Linked DNA regions of Oryzias latipes: region 2 is linked to region 1. The links are chromatin contacts, called in public Hi-C maps. All regions are on one chromosome and are shown on one strand. Each heading gives the region's core, a stretch centred on a gene start, on an enhancer-like site or on the middle of the called end of the contact. The rest is flanking DNA. Distances are from core to core; before and after follow the strand shown. Region 1 holds the start of LOC101163173 (calmodulin-regulated spectrin-associated protein 3). Region 2 holds the start of LOC101164402 (syntaxin-binding protein 2).

Region 1 (7,387 bases), core at 3,018-5,517:
TAGAAAGCCACAGCCATCCCATCAAAGAAGGCAGAGTATTTTGATTCATCTGAGCCGGTCCAAAACCGAGTCTATAAGTCCCTGAAGGTTTGGTCTATGCTGGCAGACCTGGAGGAAAGTCTCGGCACCTTCCAGGTTTGTTCATTGTATGTTTTGAGAAAAATATATTCTAAAATCCAAAAGTGTCTAGTACAGTTTAATTGCTAAGTGTGTACCTAGATCTGGCTGTCTAACTCCTCTTTGGCTTTTTTTACAATCCCTCCCACAGTCTACAAAAGCAGTATATGATCGCATTATTGATCTCCGCATCGCCACTCCGCAAATCATCATCAACTATGCCATGTTCCTGGAAGAGCACAATTACTTTGAGGAAAGCTTCAAAGTAAGAGTCTGCAAATAGATATTGTTCATTCTGGTTGGCTGGTAAATTGTACCAGTTCTTGTTTTGTATCCCTTTGATAATTTTCTATACCTGGGAAGAAATACAGGTGTTTGCGGTTTTCTGAAACATTTCTTTTAATGCTTTTCAGGCATACGAGCGAGGAATCGCACTTTTTAAGTGGCCAAATGTGTATGACATCTGGAACACCTACCTCACCAAGTTTATTGACCGTTATGGTGGCAAGAAGCTGGAACGAGCCAGAGATTTATTTGAACAAGCTTTGGATGGCTGCCCTGCCAAGTTTGCCAAAAGTAAATTAAAATATATATACATATGCATTCATTGTAAATTTAAAGTATATATTTTTAATTTTATGTATTGTGCTCTGACCTCTTCTTGCTCTTTCCCCACTTGTAGCCATCTATCTGCTGTATGCTAAACTGGAGGAGGAGTATGGATTGGCTCGTCACGCCATGGCTGTCTATGAAAGAGCAACACAGGCAGTGGAACCCGAGGAGAGACATCATATGTTCAACATCTACATCAAGCGAGCAGCTGAAATATATGGAGTGACATACACCAGAGCCATATATCAGAAAGCAATCGAGGTCTGAAAGCCACACTAAAGCTGTTCAGTTGATGTCTTTTCTCAATTCAGACAAAAGCAAATAGATAAAAATAATTTCTGTAACAAATGCAGTTTTCTTTAATATTGAAAATGAATGCATGATCTGAAATTTCGAGACACTTAAAATCATGTTTTTTGTTTCTCAGCTCATGTTATATTTGATGTTTCTAATATTCAGTGAGTTATTTATGCAAATGATTTTGAAATGTGTTCTATTTAGACCCCTTTCTAGAATATGACAGAACATTTAAAGCTCAATTATTACCGGTAGTTTTCTTATTAGAATTTGTGGTGAAGTTGGATCAAATATTCATTTGTCTGCACCCAAACAGAACAACAATGTCAGATCTTTAAATGTCTCATATCTGCAAGTTTCCATCTCTCGTTTGTCCAGGTCCTTCCTGATGAGCACGCCAGAGACATGTGTCTGCGATTTGCTGATATGGAGAGTAAACTTGGGGAGATTGATCGGGCCAGAGCGATCTACTCCTATTGTTCTCAGATCTGTGACCCCAGGGTAAGAGAAACCACCTCCATGACTTCTTTTTGTCCCTTTTAAAGGAACAAGTGGGGTTTAATCTAAGTCTTCTTAATGCTTTTATTCTCTTCAATTTCAGTTGACAGCAAACTTCTGGCAGACTTGGAAAGAATTTGAGATACGCCATGGAAATGAAGACACCATCAGAGAGATGTTGAGGATCAAGCGCAGTGTCCAAGCTACCTACAACACCCAGGTCAACTTTATGTCCTCACAGATGCTGAAAGCCACTACAAGCTCCACAGGCACTGGTGAGAGAACAGAGTTTCAACTTATGTTAGTGATGCTTTTCAGTCTTTAACTTGTGATAACATTTCATTGCTTATTTTGGTGTAATCATTCTAGCTTTGGAGAAGTATTACTCAACCTTTTGGTAGCGTGTAATGTGTTGAAGTACCACAGCGTTAAAGAAGTTAGGATTTCCAGGCTAAAGACGGCATCCAGCTCCTCTGTGCAGTGTTGCCAATACATTTTTTGATTATTTTTTTTGAGGAATGAATGTAGGCCTGCTTAAAAGAGATGATACATTTTAGTACTCATAAAAACAATTGTTCATGTAATAAATGTCTTATCTTTTCATTTTTTATTTTCTATCATCAGTGTCAGACCTTGCTCCAGGCCAGATGGGCATCGATGATATGAAGATGCTGGAGCAGAAAGCCCAGCAGCTTGCAGCCGAGGCAGAGCTGGACAAACCCAAACCTAAGGAGAAGATTCTCTTTGTCAGGTCTCTTGACTGCCTTTTCACCAAAAAAGAGAATGTTGTTCTGAAAAATGTGCTGGTTTTGAAAAAAAGCTGTTTTCATTGTTTTCCATATAGGAGTGATACATCTCGTAGTGAGTTGGCTGAACTTTCTAAACAAGCCAATCCTGATGAGATCAACATCGATGATGAGGATGAAGATGATGACGACCGAGGACCTGATGGTATGTGCCAGACTAAGTGGAACTGTTTTTTGTTGATCTTTTGACATGTTTGACTACTAGTCTTTGGTAATGAAAAGGCATTAAAAATGTTTTGGGACTTTGCAGAGGTGCAGCTGGAGCAGAAGAGCATCCCCACAGCTGTCTTTGGAGGACTGAAAGAAGACTGAAAGAACTCTGCACCTTTTCAGAAAGACTTTTGATATTTCATATAATCTGGGATTATAATAATTTTAAACTTTGAATACATGTTAAGTTGTACCTTCAAGTGATTTCATTATAAAAATAGAATGGAGCATTGTCTCTTTAGATTTTGTAGTGAACAATTACTACTTTGGCCACAAGGTGTCACTCTTTCTTAAATGCTAGTTTAAAAGACAAAAGAGCTTTTTGTTTCTCTTCTGAACTGTTGCTATGTGCTTACATGAAAACAAGTGTTTTGTTTGCTTTATTGAAAGTTCTTTAAAATAAACGTGACCATGCTCTCTTATGTCAAATTTGCCGTAACAGAAAAAAAAGAAAGGTACTTTGTTTAGCTGGTATCTTTAAAATGTACAAGTGTTAAACCTATGAGGAAGACGCATAAACTGGTTAGTTAAACAAGCCATGTATTTCCTAAAACCATTTGTTTCTATTACTAATAGTCACTGTCTCCAGACTCAAACAGCAGTTTTGTATTCACAAATCACTTTGATGAAACTAATTATAAAATACTTAACATGCAATAGGAAGACTTTGTTTAGCTGTTACAGTTTTAGTCAAAGGTTTGCTATGTATCCTAATTTATACTCTCAGAATTTCTTAGCATAATCACAACCATAGAGGAGTCATTTGTGGACACTGAAGGGTTTTGGCTGAAATTATTTCCCTTCTGCACTATTCTGAGGCATTTTTTAAGAAATACAATGCAGTTTTTTTTAAAAACTGGAGCCCATTTAATTCAAGTATATGCAAGTATATAAAGATACAATAGAAAAGATAAAAGATATGGTTTACTTTATAAATTACGTTTATTTTGTCATTAAAGTATCAGTTTATTGTATGTAGTATTACAAAACTGGTGTTTTTAGAGGATTTACGCTGCCCATCTGTCTCAAAAGTTACTAAAAAGTACTAAGGGATTCAGTTTTTTTAACAGATTAAAATAAAATCCTCTTCCAGATTTACTTGAGTGGTAAATTTAGGGAACTCCACACCTTTCAGCAAAATGTGATGAACCTCTTTAAAATAGGTATTTGTACAAATCTGTATATAAATAAATATATATATAGATATATAAAAATACGGGGTTTTGAAGGTATTTGTAGTTTGAAAAGACTTCACTTTAAAACATTTATTGTCGTTCACTACTAAGTGTCCCCTCAGGCATTTACCTGTCTCTTCGATGCACCTGTAGTAAAGACATCCTCATCTCTACCTGCCATCTTCAGGGACAGAGATCCCGCCCTCAGAGCTCGTGCGCAATTCCTATTGGCTGGCGGGCTGTTAGAGCGGTGTCAGTGTGGAGCACCTGGTCGTCAGTCATCCACTGGGCAGAATGGGACTGTTCGGTGAACTGACAACACGGCAATGCGGACTAAGGTCAAAAACAAGAAGAATAGTCCAAATTATCTTCTAAGTCCAGCGGGTAAGGGCTTTATTAGTACAGCGACAGAATGAAATAGGTAGTTCGCTTTGAAAACCACACACCAGAGAAGGTTTTTTTTTTTTGGCTTGGAATCAGGACGGGGCGGATATTTACTTGGGAAAACGCGGTACCACATCCGTATTTTTCCAGCCCTCGCTTCGTCGTGTGGGATCATCTACAACAAGAACTCCAGCTTGAATATTTTTTTTTTAAATACGGTCGCGCGTCGATTTTTCTGCGGGTAGCGCTTCACTTACCGGCTCGCCATGGTGGACTCTCCCACCATGAGGAAGACTTTTGTGGTTCCAGACATAAAGCCATTGGATTTATATGACTGCACTAAAGCAAAAATATGCGCAAGTGTTGGATGGCTGCTGGCGAAGTCGTACGGCAGTGCAGGTAGGATCTGTTTCAAGTCCCTAATGTGTGTTTTGGAGACTATATTTTAGGGCTAACAGTTTGTTTATATCCCGATAGCGAAGAACGCTAACGAGGAAAGCTGCAGTGTACAGTTCAGCATTTTTTAAAGCACAAAGAAGGCAGTGCGCATGCACAGTAGGCACTTTTCCCTGTGACACATGTCAGTTGTTCTCGGGCTGTGTGTTTGAGAGACAAGCGGGCCTCCTCTTGTAGGCCTCCCTTATCAAGCTAACTCATTTTTGCCTCGTTACTAGCCAGGAGGTCTGAAGTGACACTTCTGGTTGGTGTTTAAACCAGCAAACCACGAAATAGATGGGATTTAATCAATGCCCCCTAGAAAAGCTGCTTCTTCTTCTCCTGTGGTGAAAGACATGTAACCTATTTTCATTTCATATCACCTTGTCTCATGTTTTAAGTGTGATTACTTAACAATCATTCAGCACCTGTCAAACTAAATAAACTCTAAAGAAACCAATGGAAAAACTCATTGTTGTGTGAGGTTTAAGGGGCATTATCATGGTTTGGTCTGCCTCCGCTTTGACCCTGAAGTGGTCAAATTCTTCTTTGTTTTGGAACACCAAGGTCTCACAAACTATTACTTTTACATGACTGCACATAAAAGTAACCTTGTGTTCATTCATTCAAAACAATATGGAGGAGGATGAGACTAAATGGACTTGTTCAGCAATGTTTAAAGAGGGGATTTAACTTGAACCCATAGGATGCAGGTGTTTCCCAATCCTGAGCAGATCTTTGGTTTAGGACTTCTTCAGGTCTGTGTACTTGGTTTAGCACTGCAGCCACACCCAGTGGCCGAAGCAACACGCCAAGGAGTGGAAACATTGCCAGAAAACCCTTAGTTTATGCTTTAATCAAGCCAATGGCCTCGCTGATGGCTTCATGCAAATTCAAGATGACTTCATCTCGCCTCTTCTCAGAAGCTCAGCAGAACAACAGAACCGAGACGGTCTGAGTCACCAGGTCCTGAGCTCTTCAAGGTCAATTCAATTAATGAGGCCAAAATGTGAGTTTTTTTACTGTCTTTGCAGGTTATTGTAGAAGTTCTAGTGTGCTCAACTCAGTTCATGATTGACTTGAAATGCTAAGCTTGTGTGAATATCTAATGATAATCTGCTGATGTGTTTGTGTTAACATATCTGTGTTGTCGTGGAAAAATGCGATGGGGATTGTGGGAATGCACAGACTATACAGTATCAGAAACCAGTAACAATAACCATACGTTCCCATGGAAACATAAGCACCATGGAATGTAAAACTTCATATTCTGTGAAGCCTGAAGTAATTGGCTTGCAATTTTCTTTTTCTTTTTTTTTGTTTCCCTTAGACAATAACATGCAGCAGACCCACTTCTCTTTGAAAGGAGGGGATTAATCCCCCTATTATCTCTTTTTAATACCAGGACTTGTAGGTCATATGTTTTGAATACAGAGCAAACATAATTTAGTTTTTGGGCTATTGTTGACTGACATTAATTTAAGGGTGATCCAAGGAGACAGGAGATTTTGTTGGAATTAAACTGGGTTTACATGCTGAGTCCAATTATTTTGTGTCTGTTGCCTAAACGCAGATATTCACCCAAATGAACATGCAATTGTAATATAATACAAAGATCGTGTTGACATAATTACTCACCCTCCCAGTCATAAAAACAACTGGTTGTCAGCATAAATGTTATTTCTCAAAACAATATTAAAATGTAAATTTGTCTTCTTTGAAGCAAAACTTCCGTCACAGTTGCTGATTTTAATTTGAGCTCCTTTTTTTGTTGTTTAAAAATTGCCAATTGATAGAATCCCCTTTCTCATTTAGGCTATAAACAAGTTTAGTGTGGTTGGTTCCTCCAATTTGGAGATATATGTGCCCCGTGGATATTTATACTGCTCCCCTGTGCTGTCATGTTTGCTTCTGAAATCCCATAATTGAATAATATTCCTTGTTAACCGTGTTATTACATGCACAGTGGGCCTCAAATGCAATTTATGGCTGCTGTGGGGCAAGACGCAATGCAGGCCATTTGTGGCAGATCAGCCTCTGAATTCATGCAGAGATGAGACGTTTAGGTGCGGACTGCCTCATATGGGCAGTTCTCCCTTCTGAAAATTGTAGGTCTTTTTGAAGTTATCAATATTTTGTTCAGTTGTGCGTTATATTAAAAAAAAAAGGCATCTAAAGTCCAATCCAACAATATGTATTTTTTGGAAATAGACATGAAATAAAATGCCCTGCACTGGCATGAATAATATTTCAAGAATTTTATTAAATTTTTTGTTTGATAAGTCACCACAAACAAAAACAAAAAAAACGGTTATTTGAGTTAAAAGATAATTTAGGTAGACCAACATGCTGTCACTTGTACCACAGCTGATGTGGTTCAGGTGGTTCTAGCTGTTTATTTCATTAGAGATTCATTACCTGAGAGCAAGCTGTAATGTTAGCTGCTTTCACTACAGCTTGGTTTCAGAGCAACAAAACAGTACCTGCTTTGTTCCTAAAATAAAAGTGGATTATCATATGTTTTTTATTTATCCCGAGGAGAAAGGCACATTTTCCAAGTAAGAATACAGCTCATGGCAGTATAAAAACAAGTTATTTGGCCTCAGAAAGACTTTGGAACCGTCACGTTTTACGTTTTCTTCTGCCGATGTATTTATTCCATGTTGGGAATCCTTTCGGCTGAACTTCCTGCTGGCATTCTTATCTTGCAGTTGTATTTATATCTGAGCTCTTAAGTTATCTAATGCTTACTAGGGTTTCTGAACCTATTCTCTGTGTTTCTTAGCATTAAAACATGCAGTGAAAGGTCCCTTTTTGTGGAACTTATTGTATTTCTCCAGTCAAATCTAAAAA
Region 2 (7,387 bases), core at 2,147-4,646, 250 kb before region 1:
AACATGCTTGTAAAACTATTAGAATTTGTTCTTTGCACTTTTAAAAAAAATAATCTAAAAATAATTTAACCGTTGATTTGTTTTATTATTTGTGAATTTGTTTGATTACATGAGGTATTATATTGTTCAATTTTTGTGGGCGTTGCATCATTTATTTTTTGTTTGTTTACTTTGTGTTGCGTATAGAAAACACATAAAAAGATAAATGTTCCGACTTAAATCTAAACCAGTTTGTTTGCCATATGTAACTTCAGGGGGGAAAAAAACAAATACACGAAAATATAACGTTATACGGTCATCGTCTATGCTAACAGACCGATTGCTTATATTACACATGTATATACAGAATTATATAGATATAGATGCATTTACATATATGCTGCTACAAAGCCCCCTCAGTGGATAGCGGCGGAATTTCAGGGTCGTAAAGTAAAAAAGAAAAAGAAAAAAATGACATGTTGCCTTAAAAAAATCAGAATAAAATTGGATCAAAACGATAAGCAATAAAGGACAAAATACGCAAATTTCTAACTAAAAAGCTGTTTCATGGATATCCTCATTTGCGCATGTGTCAGGACTTGTAAATGATTGGATACCCAGAAACCCGGAAGTAGTCTGAAGGTCTTTGGTTATGTCAGGGTAACATTTACTGCTGCTGCGAATCAGTTTTCAAAAGATGGGTGTTAAAATTGAGGTTTTCCGAGTAAGTATTAATTAAAACACAGATGTAATTGTTTGTGTTTTTAGGAAGCCTAAATGTGTAAAATGGCAACATTCGTTTTTGAAATCCATTTAGCCAGTTTCAGAAATTTTACCTTTCGCGTTTTGTTTTCAGCTAATATCATGATGATCTGTTGTTGTTGTTTGAGCAGATGATGCTGTATTTGTCTTTTCCTGTGGCCATGTTTTGGATCTCAAATCAAGCAGAGTACTTTGAGGAGTACATAGTAAAGAGAAAAGTAAGTCTGTTTTATTTAGCTATAAAAATTTAGGAATATATTCTCGTTGAATGAATTCTCGTTTTTTGTCTTTATTAATAATTCTTAATTGTCCTCTTTTACTGAATGTTTTTTTTATTGTATCCAGAGAGAAATCTTCCCCCCTGGTGAGGAGTTAAAGGTATGTGTAAAATAAAGAGCATAGATACCGTTTTTTCCCCTCTGTTTATATTTTTCTCATTAAGGCAAGAAAGCGTGATCATATAGATTATTTTTTACACATAAACTATTAACAGTCCTTGCATAGATGCCAAAGCTTTTGCAGCACACACAAAGTGAAATGAAAGTTAAATAAAGTTGAAAACATTTTTTTAATAAAACAATGAAAAGTTGGACTTTAACATTAAAAAAAGCAACGTTTTAAACATTGACTTTAATGGAAGTCTGAGCTCATTGCAGCAACAAAACAGAAATAAGCTTCATTCGGTTTAGTTCTAAGTGTTGTTCTCCCAGTTGATTGCTTCTGCAGATCTTAGAGCCTTGTTTATTTTGTGGAGAGTGTCTAGTTCCTACTCAATTTATTGTTTTATAAACTTTAAAATCAACTATCTGTTTATCTGGTAGCCAGATAAACATTTGTGAGGAGTCATGCTGTCAATATTGCTTCAAATGATCATACTTTGAAATATTATTTTTAAGTGTTCTTAGCTTATCGAGTAAGAGGTAGCATCTTAACAGGTAGCATCTAAAGTGCATTATGTTTGAAAACAGATTAATATCACATTGGATGATCGAAATGTTTTTGTTTTTTTTATTTCAGAGGAAAGAGCTGGAAGACTTCAAGGAGCGAATGCGTGTCAGAAAGGAGCAGCGAATGTTAAAGACTTTTGCTGTGGACTCTGAGAATTGATGATTGCGAAAATTGTAAAAATACAGGGATTTCTCATAACAATAAGGTTACAGGGCAATAATAAGGCATGGTCAAAACGGGAAAATCAACACAGACATCCATGTTCTAAAGAAGTTCTGGACATTTTCATACTTCACCCAATATTAAGGATGTATTTCAATTATATATATTTTTTGCAAGATTTCTTTTAAGTGACTAATATTTTGTTTCTTTAAGATTAACTGATATAGTTTGCTGTCATGAAAAAATTAGCTGCTTGTGATGTAACAATGTCTTGTTTTTTAATGGGAGTAAAGTAAAACACAGCAATATTGTTGGATTCTTATTTTATTTTTATTAGTTTCAATAACTAAATATTTGTTACTCAAGTAACCTACCTGGTACTATTGACATGTTTGTTGTCAAAATAGGAAAAAAAGTTTTATGCCAGCTTGGGGTAGTATTATTCTATTATACATACAGAGGCTAATATAGATTAATTCATTGCTGCAATGCTACCCAAAGGTCAAAACATATAATCTTCAGAGACACTTCAAAGTATCTTAAGAAGTTAAAACCATTATCAAATAATTTATTTTTCTAAAGTCATTCATATTTCACAATTTCAATGCATTATTGAATTAATTTATTTATGGAAAATTAAAAATGCAGCTGGATGGCTTAGTTGGCTGCGTGTAGGACTGGTGCGTGGGAAACAAGGGTTCATGTCCCTGGAGGGACTATGAGCTTCATCCAGTGTGGGTCCTTGGGCAAGACCCTTCTCTCTACTGCCTAACTATGTAGCCACTAGGGGGCCCAAGTCTGGGTGATTCGCTGTTGTGAAGGGATCTGCTAAAAGGTGAACAAGTGTGGTAATTGTATAAAAAAATGTTTTTTGCAGCAAAGCCCTGAATTTGGCAGAAACCAAACAGTGTATAGGAGAAGCACCAAACTACTAATGGTTAAATGCTGCAAAAATGAATTGTTTTGTAGCCTTGTGATAACGAGTTGAATCAAAAACTGCTTATTCTTGTCAAACTTTGGGCCATCAGTTTGACAAAGTATGGCTACAATGGTATGTATGTTGAAAGAATGATTCTAAACAAATGATGAAAAGAGTGAATGAACAATTATTTAGGAATATGAGGCTTCACAAAAGCCCAAGGTTTTGAGTTGAATACACTTTTTTAAAATTTTTATTTACAGAATATAACACCAGAGATTCTGTTTTTTTATTAAACAATGATAAAGACATGTAGGCTATCAGAAGTGGCCATTTAAATGGTTACTAATTTCTCAGTAAAGGGTCACCTGCCTCCCCCTTCCTTCCCCTCTTTTAAGAGTTTTTTTAAACAAATGCTAATTTTTTGCAGATTTGATTTTTACTAAATAATTTCCTTTTGTATGATAAGAATTTTTTTTACATTTATTTATTTATTTTTTAAAATTTGCTTGCATGTTTACAGACTAGGATCATTAGGCATGGAGTTAAGGAATAGTTTGGGTGATTGCCCAGATCTGACGTTAGGGGGCGATGTTGCACTTTCAAAAACTGCGCTTTAAACATAAGGAAGTGACTGACTTCTACCAGTCTCCTGCCAAGATGGCACCGAGTGGGCTGAAAGCGGTAGTCGGAGAAAGTAAGTATCAAATTCCTTAAAATATAAACATTTTCCAAATACTTAAACAGTTGAAATGGTGGATGGTTTGGTTGGATTTCAGTTGTTGTAATGATAGGAACTGACGAATAAGACACACCCGTGTTTTCTTATTATGATTGATACACTGAGTTTTTCTTCCTGTTTCACCCAACATCAACGTAACTAATAAAGAAGAGTTTTTACTCATTAAACTACGAATAAATACATATCTCAGACATGTTTATTTTCAGATACTAGTGGCTAGGAGAAAGTTGTCGACCGGTTTATTGTCATTTTCTAAATTGAAAGCATTAAAAACTGCGACAAAAATGGTCATGGTCTGGCAAGTTGGGAGCTAACAGTAACAGTTGCTAACTCAGTGTCTGATGATGTAAAAAGGAAGTTTAGCAACTTTGTTCGAGATGCAACCATCCAACACATGTAAAAGGTCTGACCAAAGATCATGTTAAAGTTTCTGTCATTTTAATTTCAAACATTTTAACGTGTACGTAATACGGTCATAGTTTTATGAGAAATTACGTAATGGCTGCCTGAAAACATTTGCATGACATTATAATACAACACACCCCACTGAAAGAAATGCTGTGTGTGTAAAAATATCAACGTTTAAATACATTTCTTTTGAAAATATTTGACTAGTTGAAGATAATAATAAAGAGGGTGATATAGTATTGAGGCCATACATCTGAAAAATAGACATGGAATCCTCAGATATTTACTAAAAACAAATGTTTTCTTTTAGTTTTGGATTTGCTATTTCATACGAAAATTTACAATCCAAGCAGATCGTTTATTTATTTATTTTTTAATTATTTATTTTTAACATCAAATTGCGAATAAAAAATGTGTTTCTCTCTTGCTGCTGATTGCAAAACTAGGTCAAAATATACCAAAAATTGAGACTGTCCAATGAATTTTGTTGAATTAATAAAACCTAATTAATTCATATAGAATTAAAATTTCAAAAACACAGACATAATTATTAATTTTTTCAAATAGAAAAATATAAAACTATTCCACAGCAGCACTACAGGACATTTTACTGCTTTTAAAATAGTCGTGTCATGAATTTCTTGTGTTAAAAGAACATCTTTTTGCTCATTTGCCAAGATCAAGTAATTCTGTTAAATTTTGAATATTCAAGTGATTGTAGTAGTAAAGGAAATAGTCTAAAGCACATTGTTGATCAACAGGCTTATCATCACATTTTTATGTCTGAAACATTATTCCGTTCCTTCTTGTAAAATATTAAAAACCAGCAGGTAAGGCAAACCATGCAGGTGATTTACTATTTGATATTCCCTTTTATTGTTTTTTTTCTTAAGCTTGAATAAAAACACAAGTCATGCATATTTTTCCAGAAATGAAATATCTGGCTTTTGTTTTTTTTTGTTTACAGTGCTCAGGATTTTTTTAAACTGAAGTCAGTGCAAAAATGCCACAACGTTTACTTTGCCTTGTGCAGCTAGATTGCTCATATAGTTTTAATAACGTACAATTTTTCTTCTGCGCCTTTTTCAGAAATCCTTAATGGAGTCATCAAGAGTGTAAAGAAGGACGGAGAATGGAAGGTAAAACTGCTCAAATAGAAAAATCTTCCTGTTTTGTCTTTCCTTTTCACTTTCAATGTGATCACGTCTTTTGTTTACTCCGTCTTGTTTAGGTTTTAATTGTGGATCACATGAGCATGAGGATTCTGTCCTCTTGTTGCAAGATGTCTGATATTCTCGCCGAGGGAGTGACGAGTAAGTCCACAGATAATCTGATTTCATTAAATGTAGACCATAATACCACTTATTTTTGGAAGATTTATATTTGTTGAAATTTTATTTTAGAAAAAAGTTGAATGTTTGGGGAGAAAATGTCTCATCTGCCGTTTTCATTTTCTAGTTGTGGAGGACATTAATAAGTGCAGGGAGCCAATCTCAAGTTTGGAAGCCATTTATTTGATATCACCAATGGAGAAGGTTAAATGTTTCTGATTTTCTTTTACAAGAGTTGATGACATATTTTTCTCTCATTTGCAATCCCCTGAATAAACAAATATTTATTTTACAGTCAGTTAAAGCTCTCATCAATGACTTCAAGGACACAGTCTTTACTTACAAAGCAGCCCACATCTTCTTTACCGATGGTAAGAAATGAAAGCTTTTATAAATTAACAAAGACAAAAACATTTGGAATAAAACAAACATTTTTCTTGCTGTCTGTTTTTTTAAGCTTGTTCAGATAGTCTCTTTGCTGAGATTGGAAGATCCAGAGTGGCCAAAGTTATCAAGACACTGAAAGAAATCAATGTTGCATTCCTGCCGTATGAGTCTCAGGTAAACCATTAGCTCTTAAATGCCTAATTATTGTACTTTTAGTTGCAGTATTTTTATTCCCAAAGTTTCTGTCTGCTGTAACTAATGAAAACCTTTTGTGTTCCAATGTTGTTTAATGCTCAAATGTAAGGGGGAAATAAAGTAGCAGGTTTTAAAATGAAAGTTGAAAATGAAACGGCAGACTTTTGGTTGTTATTGCTGGACTGCAGGCATTTCTTTTTATTTAACCTTTTGTTTGTGTTAGTATCTTTGAACATTTGACCTCAATTGTTATAACTTCCTGTAGGTATTTTCTTTGGACAGTCCCTCTTCTTTTAAATCATTCTACGGCTCCAGACCATGTGAAAGCAAAGACAGAATGATAGAAAATATGGCGGAACAGATTGCAACTCTGTGTGACACACTCAAAGAGTTTCCTGCAGTCCGATACCGCAAGTACAGAAGCTTAACTTGAAAGTTGTTTTGAATTTTTTTGTTTTTTGCAACTTAATGTACTTAGTTATTCAGGATGTTTTAATTCTTTGTCTTAGGGGACCTGAAGAAAATGCTAAACTTGCTGAGGAGGTCAGCAGGCGCCTAACTGCTCACAAAGCTGACAACCCGAGCATGGGAGAGGTAAGGAAATTTGAAGAACACCCGACAACCATGTCTCCCTTGCTCTGCTGTGTCACTGTTTCTAAAACAAACTTCCTCTTTATTAGATTACACTTCTATTTAGATTCTGCACTTCTTTATTTTCATAAATTGTTAATTATTCTATGGGTTCTGGGTTTAATTTCTTAATTTTTTCTCTTGACCTTTCCCTTTCACCTTCATCTTTTCTGTCTTTCTTAGCTGACATTTCCTTGCTATCAAGATATCTTAACAGGCAGGTATACCTATTTCTATTTCTATTTTTTCCCAACACATGACAAAAGCATGAGGCATTTTTACATACTTTCATGTATCCAAAACTCTGTCTTAAAAGTTTTAAGGTAGAGCCTTGACATGACAAGGCATCATCTGAGTGTAAATCCTTCTTTATGAGAACAAACAACAAAATAAATCTGAGATGATGATCATTTATTTATTTCTTTGTTTTGTTATACAAAGGGTGCAGATAAAGCACGATCCCAGCTGCTTATCGTTGATCGCGGGTTTGATCCCATCTCACCTGTTCTACATGAGTTGACCTTCCAAGCGATGGCTTACGACTTGCTGGATATCAAACAGGACATTTACACGTAAGTTAGCTTTGCCTTCCTTTGTTTTGTTTTTTTTTTACTTCTGTACCTTGCAATACCTCTGTACTGTCAGTGATGCATTGATGCCCCAAAATGATGGATTTCTGTCTTTATGTTAAGCTACCAGACAACCGGTGTTGGGAATTCAAAACAAAGAGAAGTGCTACTGGATGAAGATGATGAGCTCTGGGTTCAGCTCAGGCATCAACACATTGCAGATGTCACAAAGTAAGTCTCTCGCAGCTACATCTACATCTACATTATTTAGTTCATTAGGGGCATTCATTTGATTGTTTTGATTTATTACAAGACACTTATTTTGTGGTTTATTCTTAAAAGTGTATAAATTGAT

The links. A called contact is a pair of places that touch in the nucleus more often than the background predicts.
Region 2: a contact with region 1 is called in a Hi-C map of embryo, with 4 times the contacts expected there. The contact joins the promoter of LOC101164402 here to the promoter of LOC101163173 in region 1. A contact is called at or near these places in 3 of 5 Hi-C or Micro-C datasets (embryo and fibroblasts).

Annotation. Positions count from the first base shown.
Region 1 is chr8:8,745,028-8,752,414 of ASM223467v1, reverse strand. It overlaps LOC101163173 (calmodulin-regulated spectrin-associated protein 3), which reads left to right and starts at 4,267. Exons shown (of 18, transcript XM_020705221.2): 1 at 4,267-4,498. The coding sequence starts at 4,366. It overlaps LOC110015471 (a long non-coding RNA gene), which reads right to left and starts at 5,543. Exons shown (of 3, transcript XR_002290672.2): 1 at 4,357-5,543; 2 at 4,162-4,274; 3 at 3,846-4,048. It overlaps xab2 (pre-mRNA-splicing factor SYF1), which reads left to right. Exons shown (of 19, transcript XM_004071358.4): 11 at 4-135; 12 at 269-382; 13 at 531-693; 14 at 800-990; 15 at 1,405-1,527; 16 at 1,628-1,799; 17 at 2,149-2,275; 18 at 2,369-2,475; 19 at 2,581-2,969. The coding sequence ends at 2,642.
Region 2 is chr8:8,997,126-9,004,512 of ASM223467v1, reverse strand. It overlaps LOC101164402 (syntaxin-binding protein 2), which reads left to right and starts at 3,396. Exons shown (of 19, transcript XM_004071620.4): 1 at 3,396-3,467; 2 at 5,010-5,059; 3 at 5,152-5,233; 4 at 5,379-5,455; 5 at 5,547-5,622; 6 at 5,709-5,812; 7 at 6,099-6,247; 8 at 6,343-6,427; 9 at 6,905-7,035; 10 at 7,156-7,263. The coding sequence starts at 3,431. It overlaps pet100 (protein PET100 homolog, mitochondrial), which reads left to right. Exons shown (of 4, transcript XM_020705234.2): 2 at 873-959; 3 at 1,087-1,119; 4 at 1,759-2,167. The coding sequence ends at 1,848.